Regions from separate parts of the Mus musculus genome. Here all the other regions are linked to region 1. A link is a contact called in public Hi-C, HiChIP or PLAC-seq and promoter capture Hi-C data. All regions are on one chromosome and are shown on one strand. The core of a region is the stretch at or near the end of the contact, and the rest is flanking DNA. Distances in the headings are between cores, read along the strand shown. Region 1 holds the start of Eaf1 (ELL associated factor 1). Region 2 overlaps Ankrd28 (ankyrin repeat domain 28). Region 3 overlaps Ankrd28 (ankyrin repeat domain 28). Region 4 holds the start of Smim4 (small integral membrane protein 4).

Region 1 (2,700 bases), core at 111-2,610:
CACAGATGCAGCTATGTGACAAGAGGCCACACAGAGATGGGACTTTAATATCTAACACACCCCCCTGCCTGTGTGTTGAGTCACATCGATTAGCTCCCATGACAAAGCAGGTCTTAACCCACACTAACGCTACCGGAAACCCGACGCCTGTGATTCACAGGGATGTGCTTGGTTTGGTCAGCCATGTCCTGACTCAGGACACACAGTGGCAATACCCCTTTCAGAGTCTATAATCACGTAGGAAAGGGCCCAACATAATGACTCTTTCCACATTCCTTATGCTGCCTTCTTCATTTTCCAAACATAGATCAGGCTTTAATTTATGCCAGATGCACAAACTCTAATTTTATTCTTCACCCACAAGTGAGTTGGCCCAGAAGTTAAGGTGAAGTAGGTGACATTAATCTAGCTAGGTATGGTGGATCAGGTCCATATTTTCAGCACCACAGAAGCTGAGGTAGGAGGACTGCAGCATGTTCAGCGCTGGCCTGAATTATATAGTAATTTCTAGGCCAGCATCACTAGTAAGACTGTCTCGAACAGCAACAACAACAAAATCAGTGTCATAAGCAGAGAGGAAGAAGAAACCTTATGGGTGGCACGAAGAATGCAGGTTCCCTGGCTGTGGAGGAGACCAAGAGCAAGGGGAAAGGAGCAAGGGAAGGAATGAAGTAAACGACACTCGTAGCAAACGGAAGACTTTTCCAGGGCAAGAGCCCTGATGGAAGAATTCGACAAAGAGAACGGGGACACAAGGGAGGAGAAATGGGCATCGCTACTAAAGGAGAAAAGTTTGGCTTAAGGGCTGGGAAGGGGAATTTGAAATAAAGGGGCTATGACTTTCTGAAGTGGTATTTGAGACTGTAAAGTAAAAGAATAGTTGGCAGCAATCAGAGGTTTGGTTTGGGAGAAGAGATTTCAAAGTAAAAGAGCAGATCGAAGTTCCAGAGGCTAAGGGATGAGAGGTAAGGAAAGCGACGCTTTCGAGCCGGGATTAGCCAGGGGAGTCTGGGCTTGCACGTGGCGGCCAGGGAGCCCCAAGTGAACCTGGAGGGGCGCTCACTCACAGCGAATCGTGTGGAAGGAGGCCCGCGGCCGCTTCTCGAAGCTTTCCCCTAGCCGCAGACAGTGTTCCTCCCGGTCCAGCAGCGGGTTCGCCGTGCCGTTCATGGCCTTGCACTTGCCCGGCACCCGGATTGGAGCTCTCCTCGCGCGGCCGCAGTCCCCCCGGATCCCCGCGCAAGCGGCCCGCAGGACCGCGCTCCCGGGACACCGCTCCGGAGCGCGCACTGAACCAAGTCCGCGCCCACCCGGGGCCGGAAACCAATCTACTCCGCGTCTCGAGAGACTCTGCGGAAGTAAGGCCGCTGCACTTCCGGCATTGGGGAGGGACTTCCGTCTCCCCAACGGAAATAGCGGGGGCAGTGCCATGGAGAGAGAGTTCTCCGGGACTGCTGCAGCCCACAGTTTTCTGGTCTAAGGAGGAGCCCAGGTCAGCTAGAAGATTCTGCTGCCGACGCCTGGGCTTGACTGACGGGTGAGTGCGCCCTGACCTGTTCTTTGCTGGGGACCCTGGGAGCTCAGAGCGTGGGGAACTGAGTGGACGCGAGTTTGAATGTAGGTATGAGTGTCCCTGGACATGCCCGAGACCCTAGCGGCCTGCTTTATCCGAGGGTTCAGAGAGCGATGACGGTTCTCGGGACCTCAGTCACCCTTCCCCCTACTTCGCTCCATGGTTGCGATGAGAGGATTTCAGTTCTCCTGGCCGACGACGCTTCCTTCAGTTTATGGGTACGATCAGAAACCCCGGCCTCTCCGGATCAGCTCCGTCACCTCCTTAGCCCCCCCGCGATCCCGTGTCTGTTAGGCAATCGTCTACCCGCTTTCGGTTAGGGCGGTTGTTGCCGTTGTTTTGAAGTCACGTTTCCCACGGGCACTGAACGTTGATGAGAATTTTTTTTTCTCACATTTTCTCAGTCAACTCGTGGATGCGTCCCTTTGCCCTAAGTAAACCTATTTCTTGTAGTACTTGGCTCATCTGATTTGAATTGGGAGTCCGGTCCGTGAGAGTTCTGGTCTCTGAGTGTAGTAAGCTCTATGCAGTAGAGACTGTCTTGGTCTTTATGACCTCTCCAGACCCCGGCAGGGTGTTGGGCAGAGTCAGCATCTCGGGAGTGTTAAGTGAATTGACCCCGGAGCCTTAAAGAGCCCTCCGGGAACCTCTCCCCGAGTCTTGGACTCGTTTAGAATCCAAGCTCTAGAAATAATAAAGAACGATCTAGCTTGATGAGGCCCTGGTCACCCGAGTTGGGAGGATGAGGCAAGAGGAAGTACATTCAAGGGACAGGCTGGGCTTCAGGGACAGCCCCTGGCTCAGATGAACAGGATGGGGAGAGAAGCAGGCAGGTTGTTAGAGAATCACTAGTCAGAATCAATCAGTCAACCCCCTCCCCCCCTTTCTCTTTCCTAAGTAGCATCGTATCCTGTTGGAGCTGGAAAGTCACCTGGGGAAACTGCATCAGAGAAACTCCAGTGTCTACAATCTCAGCATCGTTTGTTCAGATGGTTGAAGAACAGAGGACCTATAGCAGCATTGAATGTGTTTCCGGCAACTACAATGGCTTCTTTCCAAAGGAAAGGACTGCAAGCAAGGATTCTTAGCACTGAAGAAGAGGAGAAACTGAAAAGAGACCAAGCTTT
Region 2 (2,700 bases), core at 32-2,531, 290 kb before region 1:
GAGACTTAGCACGCTTACAGCAGAGCTGGGTTAAGTGCCAATCATCCACATGACAGCTCACAGCTGCCCGTGACTCCATTTCCAGGGGACCCCATGTCCTTTTTCTGGCTTCCATGAGCAACAGGCACTCACATGGTATACACATACATGCAAGTCTCACACATAAACATTAAATTCTTTAAAAAGGCTAAAGAAGGATTATTTACAATTCATGCTGTTTTCTGTGATTTGAAAATACCTGGGTAAATGTAGTATCACGTTACTGTACTGCAAAAGTTGAGAAGAACAGTTTGCAATTCAAAAACAAGTTGCTATGGTTACCCGGTGTTTGCTTTTTAAAGCAATAATTACACAAAATACCCAAAGAATTTCCTTTAGTACAGAAAGGTCGTAGCTTATGTGTATGCTAGTTATTCCACACACAAATTGAAACTGTATATATCACTTCCGTCCTAAAGTATCATTTGGAAAATACTAAAGAAAATGATTCATGTCTTTTTGAGCTGTAACAGGGTGGAGACATACTGAACACTATTTTAAAATTCAAGTAATGACTCAGATAGTTTAGGACATTTTTCTTATTCTTTAGTTCCTTTTATCAAATAATGCTGTAGTTCTACATAACAAATTTATGGTTAAAAGAACGAAAGTATTTTTCTGGTGTGTTTGTGATGTGAAGTCTTTTTAATACATTTTTATGGCTTTAATAACCTTATAAAAAGCCATGCTTATAACTGTTAATTCCATTAATTATAGCTTGTTTCAAACTTCTTAAAAACAAAGAAGATATCTTATTAGAGTCTATGACAAGTTCATTCTTAGCCAACAATCATTCTGGAATTTTTATTGTTTTCTTGACATATTCCTAATATCCAGCATCACAGGCATACCTAAACGCTTTTAAGACAATATAAGGTTAATTGTTATATTTTAATGGCCCTTTTATTTATAATAGGATATTATTTGTTCTTTAATATTAGGGCTATTTTAAACTGAAAATACTTTATATTTAAAGTAGAAGCTGGATTAAATAGTAAAGGGTCTTATCACAGTAGCAGTAATTGAAATACTATGCTGTAAAAGGTTGAGTGCTTTAGTTACTGCTGTGACCATAGGAAGTGGCTCACTTTCTCCTTTCTGCTTTTCTCTCAGTCAGACTTAGTATGGACTCTAGGATAACTCCAGCCATAAGATACTCAGCACATTTCACAACATCATTATCAAATATGCTGTTGTCCAGTAGGAGGGGACATTTCCCTCTATCTCTCCCTTTTTAGGTTAAAAAAAGAGAGACTTTCCTAGAAACACTACAGATGACTTTCCTTTGCATGTGACAGAGCAAGCTGGCTCAGAGCATGTCATTTCCCAAATGAGTCACTTACTAGGTAGAATAGAATTACCATGATCACCTTACACTATTCAAGATTTCTCCAAGTCATGTGGAATATAGAAATGGCATCCAAACAAAACTAAAGGTAGTCTGTAAGAAGGAAGGGTCAGTGGTGGTTAGCTAAGTAGGCAACAAGTAGCAAGCCACATATTACATAGAAAAGTCAAGCCTTGTCATTTTCTTCCAGGGTTAATTTTCCCACCAATTTAAATGATTCACAACACACCGATAATGGAGGGTTCTAGAGTTTTGTTTTTGTTTTTTGTTTTTTTCTTTTTTTAAAGCAGGAGAAAACAGATTGAAACAAAGCATTGTATAAATGTCACAAGAAAAACGTCAAGTATATGAAAACAATATATTTACAAATAGGAAATAGGAAAATTACTCTTTAATTTTTTTGGTCACATGCAATGACAATTTCATTTTCAAATGTTTCCTGTTAACCTACCCTATGAAAACCATCCTCCTTTCTGCACCCTCGTGATCATAATTCATCAGTTAATACCCCTTTCACCTGTTGAACGGGGCCCCTGAGCTCATTCTGTAGCTTGGCTGCTGCTATCACTGGACTGTGATAGTGATAGATATGTAGTGTCTCTGTTATATGCTGACTTTGACTTCTTTGGGTATATACTGCTGAGTGATGTAGACGGGTCATACAGTTCTATTTTTAATTTCCTGAGGAACCTCTCTGTTGATTTCCATAGTGGCTGGATTAATTTACATTACCATACATACGCAGTATATAAGGGTGCCGTGTCCTAACATTCCTAGCATTTGTTGTGTTTGTAGGTTATTGCTTTGGTTTTGGACAAGGTGTAGCTCTACTCCAGGCTGATTCCCTCCTCTATCCCCTGGATCCACTTGGTTTCTGTTTCTCATTAGAAAAGAAAAGTCTTCTAAGAGATAACAACTAAACATGACAAAATAAAATAAAACATGATGAAGCAAAAACCAACCATATCAGAGTTGGACACAGCAACCCATCAGGAAGAAGAGCCCCAAGGGTGGGCACGAGAGTCAGAGTTCTCATAAGCAGGAGTCCCATGAAAATACTAAGCCAATAGCTACAATTTACGCACAGAGGACCTGGTGCAGACCCTTGCAGGCCCTGTGCTTGCTGCTTCAGTTCAGTCTCTGTGAGCTCGTATGTGCCTGGTTGGTTCAGGGCGCCTTGTTCTCCTGGTGTCCTCCATCCCCTCTGACTTTTATAATCTTTCTGCTTCCTCTTCCGAAGAATTCTCTGAGCTCTGAGTTTCAGAAGGATTTGGTACAGACCTTCCATTTAGACTCCGCGTAATGTCTGACTG
Region 3 (2,700 bases), core at 180-2,679, 270 kb before region 1:
GCCAGCCTGGTCTACAAAGTGAGTTCCAGGACAGCCAGGGCTACACAGAGAAACCCTGTCTCCAAAACAAAACAAAACAAATTATGCTTTATGGACTGAGTATGTAAGTCAGTTGGTCTAACATATAGGAAGCCTTGGGTTTAATACCCAGCTCTCCAGCACTGCATAAACTGGATGAGGTGGTACACAGGTTGCTATAATCCCAGCTCTTGAGAGAGAGCAGCAGGAGAATCAGGAGTTCAAGGTAATTCTCTGCTCTAGTATGTAGTATGCAGTGATGGACAACAACAGTAACCCTGTTAAAAACATGGTGAGAGAAAGGTACAGCCTGAGGTTGTCTTCTGACTCCCACACACATCATAGAAGATGCAGATGTTACTCTAACACATGGCTACATACACACATCATATAGGCATATACACAACATACACAAAAAGAGAAAATAAGAAAATGGCTGTGTAAGAAACAGTACAGTTTTGTTTATTTTAATGTCTAGGACTTTTGATAACTACTGCTATGGATTTTTTTTAAAGAATCATATTTTTTTTATTTTAATATACATGCTATTTTATATAATCTTATATGAAGGGGTTCATTTCCCCCATTTAATTAAATTTTTTATGCCTAGAAAAAACTTCAGATGCTAGAGCTGAGTCAGACTCTCTTTTTCTTTAAATGTGAATACTTCCATTGACTTTAGCTACCAAGTAAAAGCTATGTAATAACTACAGTGCAAGTGAGTTCCTTCAGACCAAATGTACTTTGTTTTTATAACAACACAATCTCCTTATTGAATCTACTGTTGGAACTTCCTCAGGTCCATAGGCTTTTTTTCAGTGATCTGTTGGTGGTTCGCTGTTAACCCTCTATCACCAGTGTCAAAACTAACCAGGTTGCCTGCTTGATCTCTTCGTTAGCAGTGTTCTTTTGTGCAAAGATGACCCAGTCAGCTCTGGCTCATCTGAGAGATTGTTTGGGATTTTAGAATACATACAGCCAAGAGAAAGGGACACATTAACACTAGGACAAAACTGTTCTTTCGGAGAACGCAGGCACCTTCCCTGTATCTGCAGAAGCTTCCCTTAAGTCAGTGTCCATGCTCATTGGGTACACATTTCCTATAATAGGTAGACATTTTTATATTTGGGTTTATAGTAGTGTGTTAGTTACTATTTTATTTCTGTGATAAAACCTGTTATCTTAGAGAAGGAAGGATCTATTGGCGGGTGGGGGCGGGGGGGACGGGGACTTATGGTTCCTGTAGGGTCAATAATTATGGAAACAGCATGAGAGCAGGAGTCAGACTGGAGGCTGGAATATGACTGCTCACATCTAAAACCACAAACAGGAAGTAAAGACAGAGCACTGGAAACCGCACATGGTTCTCCCACCCCACGCACTTGGCTTTTAAAACCTCAAAGCCAGCCCTTATTGACACACCTCTTCCAGCAAGGACATACCTCCTAAGCCTGTCTCAAACAACTAGGGAACCAAGTACTTCAGTGTTGAAGACTTACCGGGGTCATCTCATTTGAACGACCACATTCTACTTGTTGGCCCACATAAGCTCCTGATCATCTCATAATGCAAATAAATGCATTTAGTGTAACTTCAAAGCCCTTCATAGTGTTTCGCAGACTGTGGACACAGACTGTAGACTTTTACAGACACTGACACTGCTTTAAAGTAGTAAGTCTCTTCTGAGATTCAAGACAGTCTCTCAGCTGTAACCCCCTATAAAATCCAAAAACAAATTATATACTTACATGATAAATGACATAAGATAAACACATTCCTAATGGGAGGGATAGAGGAATAGTGGGGAAACATTAGACCAAAGCAAAACCAGAACCCAGCAGGGCAAACTCCAGATTCTGTAGCTTTCTGTCTGCTGTCAAAGTGCTTAGATGGAACTGCTGTTCCCAGCTTTTCCACCTAAAGGGTTACACCAGCAGCAGCAGCAGCAGCACCACCGGCAGCAGCTGCAGCTACCGCTACCTGGTTCTACTATCAGAGTATGGAAATCTTTACAACATGGGGTCTCCAACACAACCGAGATTTCACTTTCCACAGCTTCAGGCAGTGAGCTCTTCAAACCTCCATACAGAGACCCCGTTGCCACATAACTAGGCTCAGTGACTCTTACGCTGGAGAGGAAGCTTGTCTTCTATACATCTTTCATGACTCTAAAGCCAGCACCATGTGGATGTCACTGCCACCTAGAGCTGCAAGCATGGGATGAAATCTGCCCTCTGTAACCACATTACCAGCAGCTACTGTTTTTGTTGCTTTCTCAAAAGTTGAAAGCTTAGTTGGTGGGGTCTTGTCCTAAGGGCGCCCTTCCCTTTATTCCACTACACATTTGGCCTCTCAGTAATGGTATGAATCTTAACAGTTACAGCCTCTCTTGCTGCAGAAGCCATGTTGCCAGTATCCCTTTTCTCTCTAGAACTGTGCACTTTTTATTTCTTCCTCCTGCATTGTAGACCTACAAATCACTGCATTGTATCACTACATATTTGACCCAGTACTCAAGTGCCCAAGGTTTGTAGGGAACGTCTCATTCAAACCATCACAGCTAGTAGTAGTAGTAACTGTCTCCTCATTCAAGGTGATGTATCTTCATATTATTTTATCTTTGATGACTTGTTAAGATTAAATGTTTCATAATTTATAGTTAAATTCATTGGACCATAAATA
Region 4 (2,700 bases), core at 114-2,613, 370 kb after region 1:
TGTCCATTGTTGGTGGTGAGTTGCCCAACTGAACACACGTGGCTGTTGGGTTTAAGGTTGTGTGTAATGTGTACGTTTGTAGTTTGCCTGTACCTATGCTGAGGATCGGGTGTATCAGATTCTGGTCTGGGTAGTCATGGATGCCGAAGGGTGGGCTTATGGGTGGACCCTTGTAGGTCCATTGACCTAGGTGGGCTGTGAAGACCTGGCCACATGTGGATTCCTTCCAAGTGGATGACACTTTACAAGTTTCAGTCCTCAGATCCAAGAGAAATGGCACCAAGTGCCAGGCGTTCACTGTGTGTGGCTTCTCCAGTAGGTACCTCCAGGCAGGCTGCGCTTAGTCAGCTGTTTATGACCCCCCCCCCTCTTTCTCTGCCTTCATGGTTCCCTCACTGCCTCTATTCCTTCCCCAATAAACTCCTTTCATACCAGATTTGTTGCACAGCATAATTTCTCAGGGGCATACCTTGGCATGGGCCCACCAGGCCTCCTCGCTGCAATCTGTCATTTAATTCTGTTTTTTTTTTTTTTTTTTTTGATACAGGGTTTCTCTGTGTAGCCCTGGCTGTCCTGGAACTCACTCTGTAGACCAGGCTGGCCTCGAACTCAAGAGATACGCCTGCCTCTGCCTTCCAAGTGCTGGGATTAAAGACATATGCCACCACTGCCAGGCCATTTAATTCTTTTAGATTGTCAATTCTCACAGCATCATAGAAAGGCTCATCTTACAAGGGTGCCGATAGGGTTGTGGTTTGACAGCGAAGTCACTCTTTACCTTGATCCTCTTCTGTAACTATTGGTTGTGATGCTTAAAAACACTACAAGTTACCAGAATAACGGTAATTTCCCACTTATCATAGGTTTATATTATTTTAGCATGTTTGTTATAGACAGTTGTACTTTTTGCTGCGACGATAAAATTCAGCTTTCGAAAATGCATATCGAGTTATGTTTGTATTAGAATCCAAGTCAAACCAGTCACATCCAGAAATAAAAGGAAGGAGTGTCACGAAACTGCATTTTAGCTGATTTCATTCACAAAGGGTCGACACCTCGGTCAGGGTATTACAAAAAAAGATGGCGATGGCAGAGTAGGGGGCGCGGCAGTAAACTCTGAGCCTCAGCAGTGAGAGCAGGTCGAGGGCGGGGCCGCCACGCCACGTTGGAGACCCCGCCCCCCGAAGGTTCTCCGTCTCCAGAATCTAGGCGCGTGCGCAGGCTTCTTCAGACCGACTCAGCCTCACAGAGCACGCGCGCTCAAACAGCACTCTGATTGGAGAGTCTGAGAGTCCCGCCACATTCTGATTGGCGGAGCCGACCAGGCTTTGGGTCTGTCCTAACTTCCGCGACCTAACTCTTGCGGCCGGGCTGTGGCGCTGCAGTCGAGTCTTGGTGCTCAGTCCACGGGACTCCGCGGACACGCAGGGGTCCGCAGGGTTATTTGTACTGCCTCCGGGAACACCAGTCTGCCTGGTTCCGTCCCTACCCCACTGGGAGGCCTCGGTCATGTTCTCCAGGGCCCAGGTGAGGCGAGCTCTTCAGCGAGTGCCCGGCAAGCAGCGATTCGGCATCTACAGATTCCTGCCCTTCTTTTTTGTCCTGGGAGGTGCGATGGAGTGGATCATGATTAAAGTGCGCGTGGGCCAGGAGACCTTCTGTAAGTGAGGGTGCAGCAGCCTCCGTTTCTCCCGTGGGTATGCGATCCATTCAGTTGCAGAGTTCCTTTCACTTTGGGCGTTAGGAACAGTGTTTTGACAGTTCTCGTGCAGCGAGGCAGGAGGCCCTTAGGGCTCTTGTATTTTGTTCACATTGGCATCCAGCCCTCCTCCTCTTCCGGCATTTGAAGAGGGCACGTGCCTCTAGTCAGGCCGTGCAGGTCTTTGTAGCCTGTCCTTGGCCCTGCTGGTGACTTTGGGCCTAAGGAACAGGATTAATCGCATGTGGAAGAGGAACCAGTCCTGAGGGAAATTCAGAGATATAGCTCAGAAATTCAGGTTAAGGCCCTTGCCCTTTGAGAGCTTTAGCCCAAACTCCTGAGGAAGTTATCCCGGCTGTCCTAGCTAATTACTACTGGTCACTCGCTCTCCTTAGGTTATGTCTTTGACCTAGAACTGTGAAAAGAATGTCTGGCATTTCTGAGAACGGCCTCTGGAACTGCCAGTTCCTTTCAGGCTTTCTCCCAACCTTTGGGCCCTTTGTCTGCCTCTCATGTAACTTACCATTTGAGAATTTTAGGTTGTTCTTTCAAAACCTCCATTCATTTCTTTCTTTCTTTCTTTCTTTCTTTCTTTCTTTCTTTCTTTCTTTCTTCCTTCCTTCCTTCCTTCCTTCCTTCCTTCCTTCCTTCCTTCCTTCCTTCCTTCCTTCCTTCCTTCCTTCCTTCCTTCCTTCCTTCCTTTCTTTCTTTCTTTCTTTCTTTCTTTCTTTCTTTCTTTCTTTCTTTCTTTCTTTCTTTCTAAGATTTATTTTGAGTACGCTGTAGCTGTCTTCAGACACACCAGAAGAGAGCATTGGATCCCATTACAGATGGTTGTGAACCACCATGTGGTTGCTGGGAATTGAACTCAGGACCTCTGGAAGAGCAGTCAGTGCTCCTAACCACTGAGCCATCTCTCCAGCCCCTGATTACTCTTTCTATACTTTGACGCGGAGCCCGACTATGCTGGCCTTGAATCTTCAAAACTTAGAGTCATCCTC

The links. Hi-C and Micro-C count contacts between places; a contact is called where the count stands out from the background. HiChIP or PLAC-seq counts read pairs in DNA pulled down with a chosen protein or histone mark. Capture Hi-C pulls out chosen DNA fragments and counts their contacts.
Region 2: a Hi-C map of embryonic fibroblasts shows a contact between it and region 1, with 7 times the contacts expected there. The contact joins the enhancer-like site here to the promoter of Eaf1 in region 1. A contact is called at or near these places in 16 of 39 promoter capture datasets (the 3T3-L1 cell line, 3T3-L1-derived adipocytes, the C10 cell line and 10 more), 1 of 15 datasets of contacts at CTCF or cohesin (pro-B cells), 38 of 484 Hi-C or Micro-C datasets (3T3-L1-derived adipocytes, B cells, the Ba/F3 cell line and 27 more), 19 of 115 datasets of contacts at active chromatin or transcription factors (the 230-238 cell line, DN3 thymocytes, the NIH/3T3 cell line and 14 more) and 3 of 9 other capture datasets (adipose tissue, liver and macrophages).
Region 3: a contact with region 1 is called in an H3K4me3 HiChIP or PLAC-seq map of bone marrow-derived macrophages, with 2.9 times the contacts expected there. The contact joins the enhancer-like site here to the promoter of Eaf1 in region 1. A contact is called at or near these places in 4 of 39 promoter capture datasets (the C10 cell line, the HPC-7 cell line, cranial neural crest and 1 more), 5 of 484 Hi-C or Micro-C datasets (bone marrow-derived DN3 thymocytes, embryonic fibroblasts, forebrain and 2 more), 4 of 115 datasets of contacts at active chromatin or transcription factors (bone marrow-derived macrophages, fetal liver and large pre-B cells) and 4 of 9 other capture datasets (adipose tissue, liver, macrophages and 1 more).
Region 4: a contact with region 1 is called in a promoter capture Hi-C map of liver. The contact joins the promoter of Smim4 here to the promoter of Eaf1 in region 1. A contact is called at or near these places in 16 of 39 promoter capture datasets (the 3T3-L1 cell line, the C10 cell line, cranial neural crest and 9 more), 6 of 484 Hi-C or Micro-C datasets (CD4 T cells, CD8 T cells, embryonic stem cells and 3 more), 8 of 115 datasets of contacts at active chromatin or transcription factors (the SCID.adh cell line, astrocytes, effector CD8 T cells and 4 more) and 2 of 9 other capture datasets (adipose tissue and liver).

The regions. Positions count from the first base shown.
Region 1 is chr14:31,493,739-31,496,438 of GRCm38.p6, reverse strand. It overlaps Eaf1 (ELL associated factor 1), which reads right to left and starts at 1,360. Exons shown (of 6, transcript NM_028932.4): 1 at 1,068-1,360. The coding sequence starts at 1,170. It overlaps Mettl6 (methyltransferase like 6), which reads left to right and starts at 1,399. Exons shown (of 6, transcript NM_025907.4): 1 at 1,399-1,537; 2 at 2,475-2,700. The coding sequence starts at 2,618.
Region 2 is chr14:31,784,447-31,787,146 of GRCm38.p6, reverse strand. All of the region lies in intron 1 of Ankrd28 (ankyrin repeat domain 28), which reads left to right. Among named protein-coding and RNA genes, the nearest start is that of Ankrd28, 45 kb to the left of the region's middle. Within about 2 kb of position 1,281, at least 45 of the 459 cell types and tissues checked have an H3K27ac peak or open chromatin away from gene starts, as enhancers often do. A contact at or near this core is called in the Ba/F3 cell line, the C3H10T1/2 cell line, the NIH/3T3 cell line and 5 more, where this site is marked.
Region 3 is chr14:31,760,615-31,763,314 of GRCm38.p6, reverse strand. All of the region lies in intron 3 of Ankrd28 (ankyrin repeat domain 28), which reads left to right. Among named protein-coding and RNA genes, the nearest start is that of Ankrd28, 68 kb to the left of the region's middle. Within about 2 kb of position 1,429, at least 33 of the 459 cell types and tissues checked have an H3K27ac peak or open chromatin away from gene starts, as enhancers often do. A contact at or near this core is called in bone marrow-derived macrophages and pre-megakaryocyte-erythroid progenitors, where this site is marked.
Region 4 is chr14:31,127,593-31,130,292 of GRCm38.p6, reverse strand. It overlaps Smim4 (small integral membrane protein 4), which reads left to right and starts at 1,363. Exons shown (of 2, transcript NM_001308091.1): 1 at 1,363-1,660. The coding sequence starts at 1,510.